3 separate regions of the Mus musculus genome follow, and all the other regions are linked to region 1. A link is a contact called in public HiCAR-type and promoter capture Hi-C data. All regions are on one chromosome and are shown on one strand. Each heading gives the region's core, a stretch centred on a gene start, on an enhancer-like site or on the middle of the called end of the contact. The rest is flanking DNA. Distances are from core to core; before and after follow the strand shown. Region 1 holds the start of Pank2 (pantothenate kinase 2). Region 2 holds the start of Cds2 (CDP-diacylglycerol synthase (phosphatidate cytidylyltransferase) 2). Region 3 holds the start of AU019990 (expressed sequence AU019990).

What was found. Promoter capture Hi-C pulls out the DNA fragments that hold promoters and counts their contacts. HiCAR-type assays count read pairs that join an accessible place to other places.
Region 2: a contact with region 1 is called in a HiCAR-type map of fibro-adipogenic progenitors, with 5 times the contacts expected there. The contact joins the promoter of Cds2 here to the promoter of Pank2 in region 1. A contact is called at or near these places in 3 of 39 promoter capture datasets (cranial neural crest, neural stem cells and pre-B cells) and 1 of 115 datasets of contacts at active chromatin or transcription factors (fibro-adipogenic progenitors).
Region 3: a contact with region 1 is called in a promoter capture Hi-C map of liver, with 2.6 times the contacts expected there. The contact joins the promoter of AU019990 here to the promoter of Pank2 in region 1. A contact is called at or near these places in 2 of 39 promoter capture datasets (liver and pre-B cells).

What each region holds. Positions count from the first base shown.
Region 1 is chr2:131,260,958-131,263,997 of GRCm38.p6, forward strand. Pank2 (pantothenate kinase 2) reads left to right here and starts at 1,543. Exons shown (of 7, transcript NM_153501.2): 1 at 1,543-1,858. The coding sequence starts at 1,612.
Region 2 is chr2:132,261,499-132,264,502 of GRCm38.p6, forward strand. It overlaps Cds2 (CDP-diacylglycerol synthase (phosphatidate cytidylyltransferase) 2), which reads left to right and starts at 1,650. Exons shown (of 13, transcript NM_138651.7): 1 at 1,650-1,999. The coding sequence starts at 1,946. Gm46766 (a long non-coding RNA gene) reads left to right here and starts at 2,006. Exons shown (of 2, transcript XR_001783482.2): 1 at 2,006-2,242.
Region 3 is chr2:132,596,697-132,599,706 of GRCm38.p6, forward strand. AU019990 (expressed sequence AU019990) reads left to right here and starts at 1,500. Exons shown (of 6, transcript NR_033468.1): 1 at 1,500-1,709.

The sequences.
Region 1 (3,040 bases), core at 293-2,792:
ATTCCAATGATGTCTGAAGATTTTAGCTTAAAGCCTAAAAGGAGCTTTCCTCAGGCTCTAGCCCAGTGATTTGGGTCGGTATAATGGCTACACACGGGACAGAGACAGCATGAGAGGCTGGCAGCATGCATTCTTACTTCAGCATGTGGCTGCCTGGTACTCTAGGGGGACCAGAAGAGAGAGTGGAATGGCCAGAAGTTACAGAGGGTTGTGAGCCATGTGGAAGCTGGGAATTGATTCCTGGTCTTCTGAAGAGCAGTCCTACTCTGTTATGGGCATTCCTGATTTTTGTTAGATCCAGTGTGTGTGTGTGTGTGTGTGTGTGTGTGTGTGTGTGTGTTCCTGCGGAAGCTGGAATTTCAAGTTAGGAAATAAGGTTTCCAGAGTTAATTCTACACTGTGGGGTACTAGTTTGGAGCAAGTATGGGAGTGTTTTTCAGCATTCACAAGAGAAGCTCAGGCCGGAACTATTAGTGAGGGAGTAAGTTAGAAGGTAAGAGGGCTGTTATTCAAGGGACATTATCTCCTCCCAAGAAAGGTACTTAGGAAATTGTGAGAAAGCCTCAGTCACTTAAAATTGAGGGACTGAGGGAATGCTTCAGGGGTATATCTGGGTGGGATATCAAGGGTTAGGGCACTTGGGAAGGGCAAACGATTTAAAAAAAAAATCCATCTTCTGTAAAAACCCAGGGGTCTGGAGCTATGGTTCAGTGATTAAGAGCATTTGCTGTTCTTGCAGAGGTCTGGGTTAGATTCCTGGGATCCATATGGGGAAATCCCTCGATTTCTTCTGCCCTCAGCGACCATCAGGCACACACCAGGGTCACAGACATACATGCATGAAAAATGCTCAAACACATTAAAGAAAAACAAACAAACAAAAACCCCAACAACAACAACAACCCCAACCAACCTAACTTCCAAGCCTTCATACTGCCTTCTTCAGGAAGGGGAGTAGGTGAAGGATTTAGAATCCACCTCCTCCCGCCAGTTGTCATGGAGACAAACCTCAGTCTTTTCATTCCTTCTGGTACTGGGAATGAAGTCATAGCACAAAGGAAGAGACGGTGCTTGTACTTTGTGGACTGTAGTGTGGCTCCTACTGCAGCTATAGAACCAGACCCGGGGACAAAGGCTAAGGTTAGTCGCAGCTCAGAGTCCTTCCTTCTGTTAACACTTCTCAGTAGCTTCGGGGGCTCTATTGGGCGGGAGGAAGGAGTGATTCGTGAACAGAGAAGAGATAGTAGACTCCCTGGAGTTCTAGGGAATAGGGGAGCAGCTTGGCCACCGCTCTCGCGGATGCACAAGAGAGGGCGCCCCTCACTCAAATCCTTTGGGCCCCTCCACGATCGCTCCCAGCCTGCGCTGACCCCGCCTTCATCCGTCCAGAGTGCCTGTCGTTGGATGGTGGCGCGGTCTCTTCGGCTGGAGTCTGGGAGCCTATTGGACAAGACCTCTGGAACCCGCCCCTAGCCAGCTCGGATTGGCTAGCTGCACGTTGGCGCAACGGAAAAGGCGGCAGCCGGCGTGCGCCTGCGCTCCAGCGGGCTGCGCGGAGGCGGCAAGGCGGCGCTGGGGGGCTGGCTCGGGCGGCAGCGGCGGCTGTTGCGGATGGGAGCGGGCCGGTTTGGCGCGCCTATGGAGCGCCAGGGCAGGGCTGCCGCCACCTCAGCCGCGGTCGGCGAGTCTGCGGACTCGGAAGCGCGGAGGCGGGACCCGCTGAGGCGCCGGGCGAGTAGCGCGGCGCCGTCGGGGTCCGGGGAGGCGGAGAGTGTGAGACGGGAGCGGCCCGGCTCTCTAGGCGGCTCCACCTCGGCCGGCCGCCCGCGCGCCGAAGGCCTCCGGAAGAGGCGGCCGCGTAAGTGCCCCGGCACGGCCGTCGTTGTTTGCGCGCCGGCGGTGCCCGCGCGAGGGCTCCCCGCCACTTCCTCCCTGTCCCCTGGGGTGTTCTTTTCCTGAGACTCCCTCTTTTTTTCTTGAGAAGGCTCCTCCTCTCCCAAGTCCCTTTGAATCATCCATCGCGCTCACAACTGAAGCCTTTTCTATGGTGATTAATTTGGAGGTTGCTAGAAAATGCCCCTGAGGCGCAGCAGGCCCAAAACTCGACTCTGGGCTCGATACGCTTCTAAGCTTTGCTCGGTTTTCTTCCCGAGAGAATTCAGGTCATCTCGCATCCAGAGGTTTTCCCCCGTTTCCCTTCCGTTAGTTCACGGGAATTCCGGTTTCAGCCATAGCATTCTGGGCAGTAAAGCCTTTTCTTTGGAAGGGAGTCGACCTGTTCCTCAGTTACTCTTAAGCCTAGGGAGTTACTCTTTTCAGAGAATCGGGTTCTCATTTTATTACCAATTTGTGTTTCTTGTCTTGTGTGTTTTCTCCCCTTTAAAGCCTTTAGGGCTGTTGTCTAGCATCCACGACTACTGCTGAAAGTGTCAATTGTCCTAATACTGTAATAGGAACTTTTCAGCATAGCTGTCTGTGTTTTACATGTGGTTAAGACCTGGATATCAGATTACGGTATGAGGAAGGTAAATGCTGAGTGCAGGCAGGCTATGAGAATTACGGGAAGTGGCTTGATGTGTGAGGTCTGTTGGATAGTCCGCGCCCAGCCCTACCTGCTCACCCCCACCCCAGTTGCTTTTATCGATGATTTGAGCGATTGGATGTAGCTCTGTTTTGCCATGGAAGGTTTGGAGGATGTATGTATGTATGTATGTTTAGTACTTTATATCACTATATGTATATATTTTTTTTTTCTTTTCTCGACTTGTAAGAGATTTTATAATACCAGCCACTTGGGAGGTGGAGGCAGAGGAATATGAAATTTAAGACCCTGTCCTAAAAGAAAAAAGGAAAACGGATTTTCAAAGAGTTCCTGTTGTAGAATCGTTTGCTTGATAAATAACTTCCTTATTACACTTATTTATCGTGTGTGTCTGTATTGGTGTAGGTCAGAGGACAACTTTGCCCAGTCCTGGGGATGGAGCTCAGGTTGTCAGACTTGAGGGCAGGTTTTGTTTTGTTTTGTTTTTTTTTTGTTTTT
Region 2 (3,004 bases), core at 400-2,899, 1.0 Mb after region 1:
GAGAACCAAACCTCCTTCCTCTGCAAGAGCAATAAGTGCGCCTAACCATTGAACCATTTCTCTAGCCATGTATTCTGGTCTCAAACTTGCTCCAAGGAACTTGACGCCCTTAATTATCAGAAAATAGTCACATGATATTATCACCACCCTTCACCTCTATCCTTTTTCTTTTCCTTTCCTACATAGTGATAGGGTGTTGAAAGGGTGGAAGAAGAGGGTGGAGAAGGGTAGAAGAAAGAAAAAAGCCCACAAAGTAGCCAAAGTCTGGCTTCAAAAGGTATTTATTTCTAACAGAACAAAGCAAAAACCCAAACCCAACAAAACCAGCAAACACCAGTAGAGGAACAAGAGCACCCAAGCATTTGTGCAAAGCTGTTAAATAGCAAATAAAATGCAAAGACCAGAGGGCTGAAGTTTGTCTAAGTATTTTGCTGTTAATTTGAAACATCATAACAAGAATTTGAGAATGTAAGTCTTTTTCAGAACTCTTCCTATTTTCTGAAAACTCACAGCTCTGGTCAAAATCTCTAAAAGGAACCTGACCCTTGGTGTGGAAGACTTCTTTGAGATTGCAATCTGGCTAAGGACTGGGAGCCCTGTTTTGCATGAGAACAATGCTGGAACAGCACCCATAATACTGAATTCAGGCAGCATATGTGAACATTGGTTACAGCGTGGTAACAAACGTCTGAGTTCTAATTCTTACTCGTACCCTTGTAGCTGCTGGCTAAATGCTTAAACTAGGTCAGGAATAGAGGGAGGGGCTCCATAGGAAACATTCCTTTCAGCCCAAAGGTTTTCAAAGAATTAGATGTGGGTGTTAACTTACTCACAGAAGTTGTGGTTAACAAGAGCCAAACCTGAGGGTTTTTTTTTTTTTTTGAACGATTTATTTTTATACATGAGTACACTGTAGCTGACTTCTGATACACCAGAAGAGGGCGTAAGATCTCATTACGGGTGGTTGTGAGTCACCATGTGGTTGCTGGGATTTGAACTCAGGACCTTTGGAAGAGCAGTCAGTGTTCTTACCCACTGAACCATCTCGCTAGCCCATAGGTCCTGAGTTCTACCTTCAGCACAAAACAAGACAAAAACTTAAGACAAGCAATATCTTGGATGATGTTACTTGCAGATATCATATCCATTTCTAAGTGTTTTTTGTTGTGGTTGTTTGTTTTTTGATACAGGGTCTCAGTAGCAGTGGAACAGGTTACATAGATCAGATCCACTTGCCTTTGTCTCTGGAGTGCTGTGAACAAAAAAGGTGTGTGATTGGGACGAGACTATTTCTGAGTTCGGTGCTTAGACAGAATCAGTGCTCACTAAGTTACCAGCGACCATGGCTTGGCAAGGCAAAGTGAGCTGAAACAGGTTTCACCTCCTGCTATGATGTTCAGAGGTCCACCTGGTCTCTTCGTTTGGACTCCCAAGCTGAGAGCAGCAAGTCTAGGCCGCTACGAGGCGCTGTTGTCCCCCGGTAACAGGTTACCTTCTGGACCCAGCACTCGCGCGCGGGGACTTGCGGTAGGACGCAAGGACCCCATTGGTTCACTCTGCTCTTTTTCTCCCGCCCCCTCTAGGTTTTGTCCAATGAGTGTCTCGAACTCCGCTCACGCCCCCACCCCCGCCAGGCTGCCCCGCCTCCTGGCGTCTGGGGTTCCAGGCGGAGATGGCGGCAGTGCGCGTGCGCGCTGGCTCGCAGCTTCCCGGGAGGAGGAGCGAGCGGCCGCTGGGGAAACAGCGGCTCCGCTCTCCGGGCAAGGGCGGCGGCAGCGGTGCTGGGCGGGGCCGGGCTCGGGGCTAGTGGCGCTGCTGCAGGGGCTGTGCGAGGCACGGTGGGGCTGCGAGGTGCTCGGGCCCGCCGAGAGCCCGTGCTCACTGAGCCGACCCCCGCGGCCACCGTGCTGCTCACTCGGGGTGACGTCGCGCCGGGGTCCCCAGCATGACCGAACTACGGCAGAGGGTTGTCCGCGAGGACGCACCTCCGGAGGACAAGGTAGAGGCATCGTTAAGTGCGGAGGGGCGCGCCGGCAGCCTCGCCCTCTGACCTTTATCGCGGCCCTGGGTACCAGGCCTGGGTTGCGCAGAGGGTCGGCGGGTGTCTTTTGCTTGTGGGGACAGCGGTCTGCGGGCGCGGGGAGTAGCGCGTGAGCTCTGGAGGGTCTTCGCCTTCCCTAGGCCTTCCCGATGTGGACGCTGGACACCCCACAGACCTTGCTTGGGGCCCGGAGAGCGCGATGTAGGCTCACCGCTTGCTTTACAAGTATTGCTGTTGATTGGGGAATGGGGGAGGACTCAGGCCATAGCATTTGTCTCCTGGGAGATTAAAACCTTCTTTTGAACTTGATTAAAACATTAAATCTGTTGGTTCTATCAGAGAGGAGTCTTGATCCACTCCGTGAGAGGGCGGGTTAGTGAGCAGGTGTGTGCTCCCAATGGTGGGTTTGTTTACTGCGCCAAGTGTGGGCATTGATGGGGTAAAGGAGGAAGGTAAGGAGGAGGCCATTTTGGCAGGGACACAGCCAATGTGGGGGCGCTCCTTTGGTTGAAAGTGCGAGGTTTGTGTGAAGTTGAGAAAGGTGGAGGGTGGTTGTTTTACTGTGGACATTGAATGACGGACCGTATTTGTGGTTCGGATCAGTGAGTGATGAGTAGAACCGGCTGAGGTAGCCTGGACCAGAATGATGGAGACTGGTTAAGTCAGAGATTGTCAGCTTGTGACCTGCAGAAGCTCTCGTACGTAGGCCTGCGTGCTGATACGGAAATAAGGGTTCCGTTGAAGGTCTGTTTCTAGCCTGTCTTCAATAAAGGAGGAGGATATGCCGCGTTTCCCCTGATTAATAGTTGACAGAGTTTAGTATCTTTGTTTGCTTGTTCGAGACTGGGTTTCTCTTTGTAGCCCTGGCTGTCCTGGAACTTGATCTGTAGATCAGGCTGGCCTCCATCCCAGAGATCCTTCTGAGTGCTGGGACTAAAGGCACCCCACCCCCCAATGCTGTTT
Region 3 (3,010 bases), core at 250-2,749, 1.3 Mb after region 1:
ATCAACATAGCAAGCTCCAGGCTGCTAGGGCTACATAGTGAGGATTTTTAAATTTTTACTTTCTAAAAGTTATGAACATGCATTCACTCACGTCTGTGTTCATGAGTGCTGGTGCCCGCAGAGGCCAGAGGCATTGGAATCCCTGGAGTGGAGCTACAGGCATCTGTAAGCCACTGATGTGGTTAATGGGGGTCAATCTTGGGTCTTTTTTTTTTGCAAGAGCTGTTAACTACTGAAGTATCCCCCCAGCTCCAAAAATTCTAACCATCTTCTCAAACTCATTGTGTGTCACTGTCTTTGGCTTTCAACACTAATCTTGGCCAGCCAAAGGGTCTCTGCGTACGTTGTTCCATTTTCCTAGAAACTCTCCCCATGTATTTTTCTCTTCTTTTAAGTCTTAGCTTACTACTCAGAGTAGCCTGTCCTGCTCATCCTATCTGAAATCAGTTCCTTTGTTCCTTAATGACTTGGCTCTTCTCTTTCTATCACCACAGTAAATCCCACAGTCCCAAGGCGCCCCCCCCCCCTTTCTTTTTTCTACAGCTGAGCCAATTGAGTGTCTTAAGAATCGTGTTAGGGCTGACAAAAACCGGGAAGCCTCATGCCTCTTTCCTGCATGGAAGTCTGCTGCAAGTGACCTTTCACAGTTGCACTCAGATCCTAATTCGGAAAACGCACGTCAGCACATGACGCTAAAAAAGGAGGTTGCTCTCGAGACCCCTTCAGTGAAAGTAGTTGGCTACCCAGTTCCTGTTTTGCTGTAGGCTGGGTTCTCAGTGACACAGCTGTCTTCAGCAGAGCACGGAGACAGTGGGAGAGTTTTCTCATGGTAAGCCTCCTTTCCTGTGTTTCTCACTAGAGTTGATTGTTATTCTTGTGTTCTCTTTCTCTAAGACCAGGTCCCAGGAGATGGACATTAGAAGAAGACAGGAAGATCTGAACTCAACTTAAATGCCTGTGAATGTGTGAATGAGTCTCCAGATTGCATTCTGGCGCTTTGAAATTGTAACATTTCTGGGAAAGCAGACATTCGAGAGCCACATCAGTGCAGCTCATTTAGTCCTTGAGAAGACATTTAGGGTCCATGAGGAGGACAGCTGCTCATGGCAAGACCCTTTGTCATTCATCCTGAGCACACAACACATCTAACAATTATGCTGTTTAGCTTTGTTGGTTGCTTCTGTGTTGTGTGCATCTCACTTGCAGCCCAGATTGTCCTGAAAGTCCAAATCCTTTTGCCTCCCTGAGGTTGGGATCACAGGCAGGTACCATCACACCTGGCATAATTATGCTCCTGAAATCACTTGGCCTAGATGTTGATCAGCAGCCAAGTATTCAGCAGAATTGAATGCATTGGCACGCCTCACCTGTTTCCAGCATTCAGAAAAGCACAGGTGACCTGAGTTGACCCTGAAGTTCTAGTTCACAGGGAAGCCCCCAAAGAACCACCCTCAGAGTATGCATCAATATAATCTGAAGAGCCAGGGCTGTGGCTCAGTGGTAGAGTGCTTGCCTATGATATGCAAGGACTCAGGTTGGAGCCCCAGTGCTGAAAGAATCAGGAAATTAAGTCATGAAGTGGTGCCTGGGCAGATAGAGGCCTTAGGAGGAAACTGCATGTTTTGAGGGACAGAGCTGGGTCAGCAGAGTGTTTCCACACAAATGAACTGACTTCTGCATTGAGAACGTGAATCAACAGATCCCACAAGGTCAGTGTTCCCAGGCTCCCAAGTCCTTGAGGAATTCTGGAAGGAAGCTGTTTATAGTCGTTTTTCTAAGGAAGAAATTGGAGAGTTGAGATATATGCTTTCTCCTGCCATCTTCATGGCCTTCATGGCCTGCTTCAGGACTCAGTGGGAAATTCAAAAGGTACATTGTGACATCAAAAGGAACACTGGTACCATTGACAGTTGTTAAGAGTTTGTGTTGCTGAGGCTTAACCCTAGGCCTCAGCAAATGCTCTCCCACTGAGCTATACACCCTCAGCCTCAACTATTTAAAGTCCCTTCCCTTCCCTTCCCTTCCCTTCCCTTCCTTTCCCTTCCCTTCCCTTCCTCTCCCCCCCCCCCCCCCCCCCGTTGTTGTTGGACAGGGTCTCACTATGTAGCCCTCACAGGTCTAGAACTCAAACTGTAGATCAGGCTAACCTCAAACTCACAGAGATCTGCCTGCTTCTGCCTGTGCAGTGCTGGAATTAAAGATGTGTGCCACTATACCTAGTCAGCCTTTAATTTAAAAATTCACCATAAAGGCCAGATTGCTGGGTATGAGGTTTTCCTAGCTAACCAGACTATATCTGTCAAGACTGTTTTTCCCCCCTACTTTGTGAGAGGAATTATTTTTATAGAAGATAGGAGTTTCTGATTACTACCTGCCCCCCCCCCCCCCACACCTTCCCAATTCCTCCTCTTTATCTTTTTGGTTTTATGGGACAAGGTCTGCAGACCATGCTGCCCATAAACCCATGACATCCTCCTGTCTTGGCTTCCTGAGTGACCACAGACATGTGGTACTCCATGGCTTTTGTCCCATTTAGTTTTTCTGCGGGACATTACATCAGACCCATCTCTAACACGGAGCATCTGGTAAACTTCTGAAAGAAGTTACAAAATGCCATGAGACCCAAGCACAGCTCTGCTTTTGTTATGCAACAGTGGAAGCTTGCCACACTCCATGCTTCGTGAGTCAGCCACATTGGCCAATCCTGAGCTCCTGCCTTCTTTACTGGTGTCCTGTAGGAACGGGCGGCTCCAAGCGCTTCCACTGTTGGGAAAGTAAAGCAAGATATACAAGGTCAATAAATGCTCCAGAGCTGGGAGACCTTAGAGGGCTCTGCTGCTGCTCACAAGTGCCTTCCTCGGTCTTCCTCCCCATCCACTCCCCACCTTTCTTTTTGACAGAATCAGAGCTATTTAAAAATATATTAATGTAGATTTTAAGCCTGTGTGAGTAGGCTCTTCAAAAGGCTTCTCTAATACATTAAACACACACACACATCACTACTGACTAG